Linked DNA regions of Macaca mulatta: region 1 is linked to region 2. The links are chromatin contacts, called in public Hi-C maps. All regions are on one chromosome and are shown on one strand. The core of a region is the stretch at or near the end of the contact, and the rest is flanking DNA. Distances in the headings are between cores, read along the strand shown.

Region 1 (3,229 bases), core at 5-2,504, 920 kb before region 2:
AGGCAGGAGAATCATTTGAACCTGGGAGGCAGAGGTTGTGTTGAGCGGAGATCGCACCACTGCACTCCAGCCTGGGCAACAGAGGGAGACTCCATTAAAAAAAGAGAGAAAAAAAGAAAATGATATTTATATCAATATATAACCAGAGCTATGTGTGTCAAGTTGTCTTCTTCATCTTTCGTCAGCCTTGTCCATAAAGACTAATTCCCTGTAATTACTTGAGGGCCTCATAAATTGTGGTCAATTATGTAACATTCCTCTCTTTTTTCTGCCTTCCTTCCTCCCTTCTCTCTCTCACCAGAAACTGACATACACCCACCCCACAACACACGTAAATCTATACGTTTTATTCCCCGATGTATTTCATAAACTTGATTAATGTGCAGCTTTTCAAGCTTAGTTGCTTATGTTGTTGTAAGAATAAGAACCATGTGTTTTCCAGCTGTGTACCTCTCTAAGCTGAGTAGCATCGGCTTATAAAACCCAGAATGAAAAACAACTCAAATGTCAATCATCAGCTTAATTGGTAAAGAAACAGTGGAAAAGTCATTCATTGGTGTATTAACCACTACTACAATCAACTAATGTTGGATACTGTCAACAGTATGGTAAAACTCACAAGTACTTCTAATGAGTAAAATGAGCCAAACAAATAAAAGTATGTACATAAGATACAAGTTTTATAAATTTTATTGAATGAAGAGTAATCTAAACTTACATAAAAATCAGTAGTTCACTGTGAATATTGTAGGAGAAGGGAAGGTCTAGGAAGGAGGAATTACAGAACAAGAGAAAATTTTGTGGAAATTGACTTGTTATCTATGTTGATAATGATTATGGTTGGGACAATATTAGTAAAATTGAACACTTCATAAAGATATTTTAAATTTAACCTCATTAAAGATAGTACTAATTATAACATGTATAATTTGGTAGAAAAGGAGTTAGAGATAAGTAAAATACATGAAAAGTCAGAGACACCTGAAATACACAGTAATGAGTCCTGGGCATCTCTGCATTTTTAGAGCAACATTAGAATACAGCAAAATAATGGAATAATTCTATGACATTAAGAAAGTTTATCAAACCCACCAGGCATGTTGTATTAGTTCATTTTCACACTCCTATAAAGAACCACGTGAGACTGGGTAGTTTACAAAAAAAAGAATTTTACTTGACTCACAGTTCTGCACAGCTGGGGAAGCCACAGGAAACTTAAATCATGGTGGAAGGGGAAGGGGAAGCAAGGCACGTGTCACGTGGCAGCAGGAGAGACAGAGAGAGTGACACACACGTTTAAACCCTCAGGTCTTGTTAGAACTCACTATCATGAGAACAACATGGGGAAACTGCCCCCATGATCCAATCACCTCTCACTCGGTCCCTCCCTTGACATGTGGGGATTACAATTTGATATGATATTTAGGTGGGGACACAAAGTCAATCCATATCATACGTCCAGCTCTATCCTGGAGTTGTTTCAGGGATCCAGTGTGTCCTGTTGATAGAAACCATGGCACCGGGCTCCCAGTATCAGCAGTATTTGACACCATGCAAAGCCAAGAGATCTCAACCGATATTTAGTGTGGATGTTGTGTCTGATGAAGTCATACTCTCAGAGCAAGTGAATATGGAAAGGTTTATTATCTGCACTGTGGAGGTGTCTGCTGAGAGCAGGGCAGTTCTCTCGGGAATGTCTAAAACGGCTTGGTAGAGGAGGAATGGAGACTGACTCAGGGTTTTTATTATGGTTTGGTGGTGGGGGCCGAGGGAGGCTTCCCCCTCACAGAAAGGGGTTTGTAGGGTTTGAAACTCCCACTGGCATCACATGAAGAAGCTCCTGTGACTGCAAACTAGATTCACCTTGTTCGACAAAAGAGGAGATGACAGAGGAGTGAGACTTAAGTCTCAAAAAGTAGTGTGACAACTTATTCTATGAAACAAGAATAAAAATAACGAATAAGCAAAAAGATAAGGTTCAATATGGGTGGACAACATAGATGTCTACAGGAATGTGATGACTTTATAAATATAAGCAAAGAATACTGAAAAAAAGGAGTAGGGGTTGGGGAATTAGAAAGGGGTCCTGGTCTAATGCCTTGGGTAGAAGCTTCTCACAACAAAGGGCTATCAGCTTATTCTGCAGGTCTTAGGCCAGCTATCTGCTTAAACACATCAGAAACGTCAGAGAATCTATAAGGATGCTCAGTTTAATATTTCTTATTTAAGTAGCTTTACAGTTGTGTGGAATTCTTTATTGATTCTTTTTAATTTGTTTTTAGAGACAGGCTCTTACCCTGTTGCACAGTTTAAAGAACAGTTGTATGATCAAAGCTCACGGTAATTTTGAACCCCTGACTCACATAATCTTCCCATCTTAGCTTCCTGAGTGTCTAGAAGTAGAGGGAAATGCCACCCCTCACCTGCTTATTCTTTAATATATTTTTTTCCATAGAAATAGCGTCTCTTTATGCTGCCCAGGCTGGCTGCGATTGCCAGGTCTCGTGGGGTTTCCCTGACTTTGCTTCTGAAAGTGGTGTGATTATAGGGATGATCCACTGCATCTGGCCTGCATTGAGTCTTTAGTTGTAAAATATGAACCCAACAATTAACTGCCTGAATGTTTTCTGCAGTGAGTTATTTAAAAGTATCTGACAAGATTCCTTCCAATATGATTCAAGAGCAGTATTTTCTGCAGATGTTCCTTCCAGTTTCCTTGCTGAAGATCACAAGAGTCTGTGGAAAAGATGTAGTAAAAAGGCCACCTCAAACTCTTCATGATTGGAGTGGATATCACACAGGAATCACTTTCAGTATTTTGTAACACATGCATGCAATGGAGCAAACATGATCTCTGGGGGTAAAGTCTATAAACATATGGGCCTTTTAGCTGCCAAGTCATAGGGTAATAACTGATGCACCTTGAGGAGAGGACAATGATTCCATAGTGCCAGTGCAAGAACCTTTGGCCAAGGGAGTTTTACATTTTATTAAAGATTTGATCATTTTTATATAGAGATGCCATTTTTAAAACATTTCTAGAAGATTGTAAGGTTGATTCTGTCTTATATGAACAATGATAATGCTCTGCATGGTTAGATAATATTATAAACTAGATTGAGCTAGAGTGTTTGGTGTATTTAATAACTTTTTTAAAGCTTCCATTAGCATTTGGATTAAGCAAAAGTCATAACAAACCATCTTTCAGACCACAGTGCAATCAAATTAG
Region 2 (3,154 bases), core at 474-2,973:
AGGCATCCATTATTTGGTGCATTGTCAAACAATTTGAGAAATATTAATGTACAAGAATGCGATGAACCGTTGAAATCAAGGCATGCCTCATTCACATAAGAACATGAGGATATTATAAAATAATTGTGGTGAGTGAAGGAAGCTGAAGAATTCACAGAAAATCTCAAGTGATTTTATTTGTATGAATTGTAGAAGATGCAACTATTGTAAATTAACATGAAGAAGATCTGAATTTTCTGAGGAAAAGGATGGTAAGAGTAAAACATGATGAAATGAAATTACAGAGAAGTGAGAGAAAAAAATAGAGTTTAATTTAATTGCTAACAGCACGATTGAAGTGCTGATTCAATGACTGCACATATATGTCAACATTTCCCAAATGCTGCACTATCAATTTGTTTTCATTATTAATTGATTTTAATAAAACAGTAACAAAAATGAATATATTGGCTGAGAAAAAGCAAGAAAGAGATAAATATTGACACTTGAATAATCACGGACTCCTGACAATACATGCATGTGAACACTGATTGTGTATTTCAGGTAAACGCTACAAATGGCAAAATTCCATAAAGTTGTTATGACAGGTGGGACATCCTGAAAACCCCTCTAGGCATGTCCCACACCACCCTGGAGTTGTCTCAGGGGAGCCGACTCCTCCAGCGTTTAGAGTCACAGGCACAGATAATAGGGCTAACTCTGTCCAGATGTGTGATATTGGACATATTGCACAGCTGCTCTGTTCTGCATGTAATCATCTTCTCTAAAAATGTGACATTCACACTTGCATTAAGTACATTCTACAAGTATGTAAAAATTAAATAAGACGATGAATACTAAATGATTATCAAGGCACAATCACATAATCTGAAGTTATATTTCCTGAGAGATAGAATTGACTCCAGTGTTTTCCGGGACACTCTCCTCTGCTCTGAGCACTGCCCTCTCCTCAGCCGCCCCACCCCAGAGCTTGCTATATAGCAAGAGACATGCAAATAGGTCCCTCCCTCTTCTGGTGAAAAGCAGCCCAGCCTTGACCCTGCAGCTCTGGGAGAGGAGCCCAGCCCCAGAATTCCCAGGTGTTTCTGTTCGGCGATCAGCACTAAACACAGAACACACCATGGAGTTTGTGCTGAGCTGGGTTTTCCTTGTTGCTCTTTTGAAAGGTAATTGAGAGTGAAGTAGAAATACTGTGTGTGAGGAGACATGAGTGAGAGGAACAGTGGATATGTTTGGCGTTTGTGACCTTGGTGTCTTTTTGTTTGCAGGTGTCCAGTGTGAGGTGCAGCTGGTGGAGTCTGGGGGCGGCTTGGCAAAGCCTGGGGGGTCCCTGAGACTCTCCTGCGCAGCCTCTGGATTCACCTTCAGTGACTACTACATGCACTGGGTCCGCCAGGCTTCAGGGAAGGGGCTGGAGTGGGTCTCACGTATTAGTAATGGTGGTGGTAGCACATGGTACGCAGACTCCGTGAAGGGCAGATTCACCATCTCCAGAGAGAACGCCAAGAACACACTGTATCTTCAAATGGACAGCCTGAGAGCTGAGGACACGGCTGTCTATTACTGTGCGAGAGACACAGTGAGGGGAGGTCAGTGTGAGCCCAGACACAAACCTCCCTGCAGGAACGCGGGGGGAAATCAGCGGCAGGGGGCGCTCGGGACCCACTGATCAGAGTCAACCCGGAAGCCGGTGCACACGGAGGCTGATTTCCTGTCAGGATGTGGGACGTCATCTTTTTACAGTTTCTCTAGTGAACCTCTCTGAGTTTAGAACTCTGTGCTTAGTAATGTCATCTCTACATATTTTTTAAACGACTATTTATTATGATAACCTATTTTCATATGCACAAAATGCAGATTGTTGTTTACAGAGATGAAAAGTCCTCACCAGGATCAGAGTCCTGAGGAAGCTCAGGGGTGCCTGGGGAGATTTCTCCAATCAGACCCAGGACAGAAACCTCAGGGAGATTCCTGGACTAGAACAGTCTTTGGGATTCTGATCGCAGTCAATAGAGAGGCTGGGCCAGGGTCAGTGTCATGTAGAAGCTCACAGGTTTCTCGTCTGACCCTTCTCCTGACACTAAAGCCAGTCAGTATCAGACTGACCTGGTGCTGCTTTTGCTCACAGACTTCGTTCTTTCTTTGTAGTGTTTGTTCTTCCTTTTAAATTTTATTTTCCTGCTTTCTGAAAAAGAAAAAGATGGTCTCCATGGTCTCCATTCCAGGGCTCAAGGCATTTTCTTGGAGCTCAGGTGAGGCTCAGGCTGTGTCTCCTGCAGCAACGTGGGTGAGGCTGATGGAACTTCCTTCTCTCCCCATTTTCTCAGGACCCTCCACTGTGTTGTGTGTAGACTCATCTGGGAATGCAACTGGTCGTTAATAGTGAAAGGGATAAACGTATTTGATCAAAATGGGATGTGAATGTGGAATTAACCCTGTTCTGTGCAAACTATCGGACTCATCTGCTTCAGAAGTAGTGTTAGAAAGAGGTTGTAAAATTTATCGGAATCAGAATGGAGCCACTTATGAAGCTGGGGAAGGTGATGAAGCTGGGAAAGGCCATGAAGGAGGTTCTAACACCCATATTCGTGGTAACAAGAACTATTATAAATAGACTCTGCACAACCACAACTTTGCACCGAGGCCAACACAACCATAAAATAATTACTTCTCCAAGAATATCTGCCCATCAAACTGCCTGTACAACCTTATACCGATGTCACCCGTTGCTGATCCTTCTACCCCAGGATAATTGTCTCAAAACAACTGATGTAATACTCCTCATTTTTCCTTAATTTTTTTTCTTTCCATGCCAACCTGAATGCACCCATACATATTTCAATTGCAATACACATCCTAGAATAAATATTATTATATTTTCATAATATATTATTATATTATATTTTAATAATATATTATTATATTTTAATAATATCATATTATTATATTTTAGAGTCTCTTTCTGCCTGTTATTCAGTTGACAAGCTACAGATGGACATGCCACATTTCTGTGAGATGTAGAGGATGACATTTTTTAGACATGGCTAGGAATATCCAATTTCCCTAAGTGATCCCTCAATAAGTGCAGGCTGGAAGTCCCAGAGAGAGATGAAGCTGCTGAATCACCATGGAATTTCATTTTCTCCAGTTCTGC

Evidence for each region. Hi-C and Micro-C count contacts between places; a contact is called where the count stands out from the background.
Region 1: a Hi-C map of blood shows a contact between it and region 2, with 13 times the contacts expected there. The contact joins two enhancer-like sites. A contact is called at or near these places in 4 of 14 Hi-C or Micro-C datasets (blood, fetal cortical plate, round spermatid and 1 more).

The regions. Positions count from the first base shown.
Region 1 is chr7:180,757,071-180,760,299 of T2T-MMU8v2.0, reverse strand. It overlaps LOC106999633. Among named protein-coding and RNA genes, the nearest start is that of TMEM121, 1.8 Mb to the right of the region's middle. Within about 2 kb of position 1,254, at least 2 of the 40 cell types and tissues checked have an H3K27ac peak or open chromatin away from gene starts, as enhancers often do.
Region 2 is chr7:179,841,475-179,844,628 of T2T-MMU8v2.0, reverse strand. It overlaps LOC106995637. Among named protein-coding and RNA genes, the nearest start is that of TMEM121, 890 kb to the right of the region's middle. Within about 2 kb of position 1,723, at least 4 of the 40 cell types and tissues checked have an H3K27ac peak or open chromatin away from gene starts, as enhancers often do.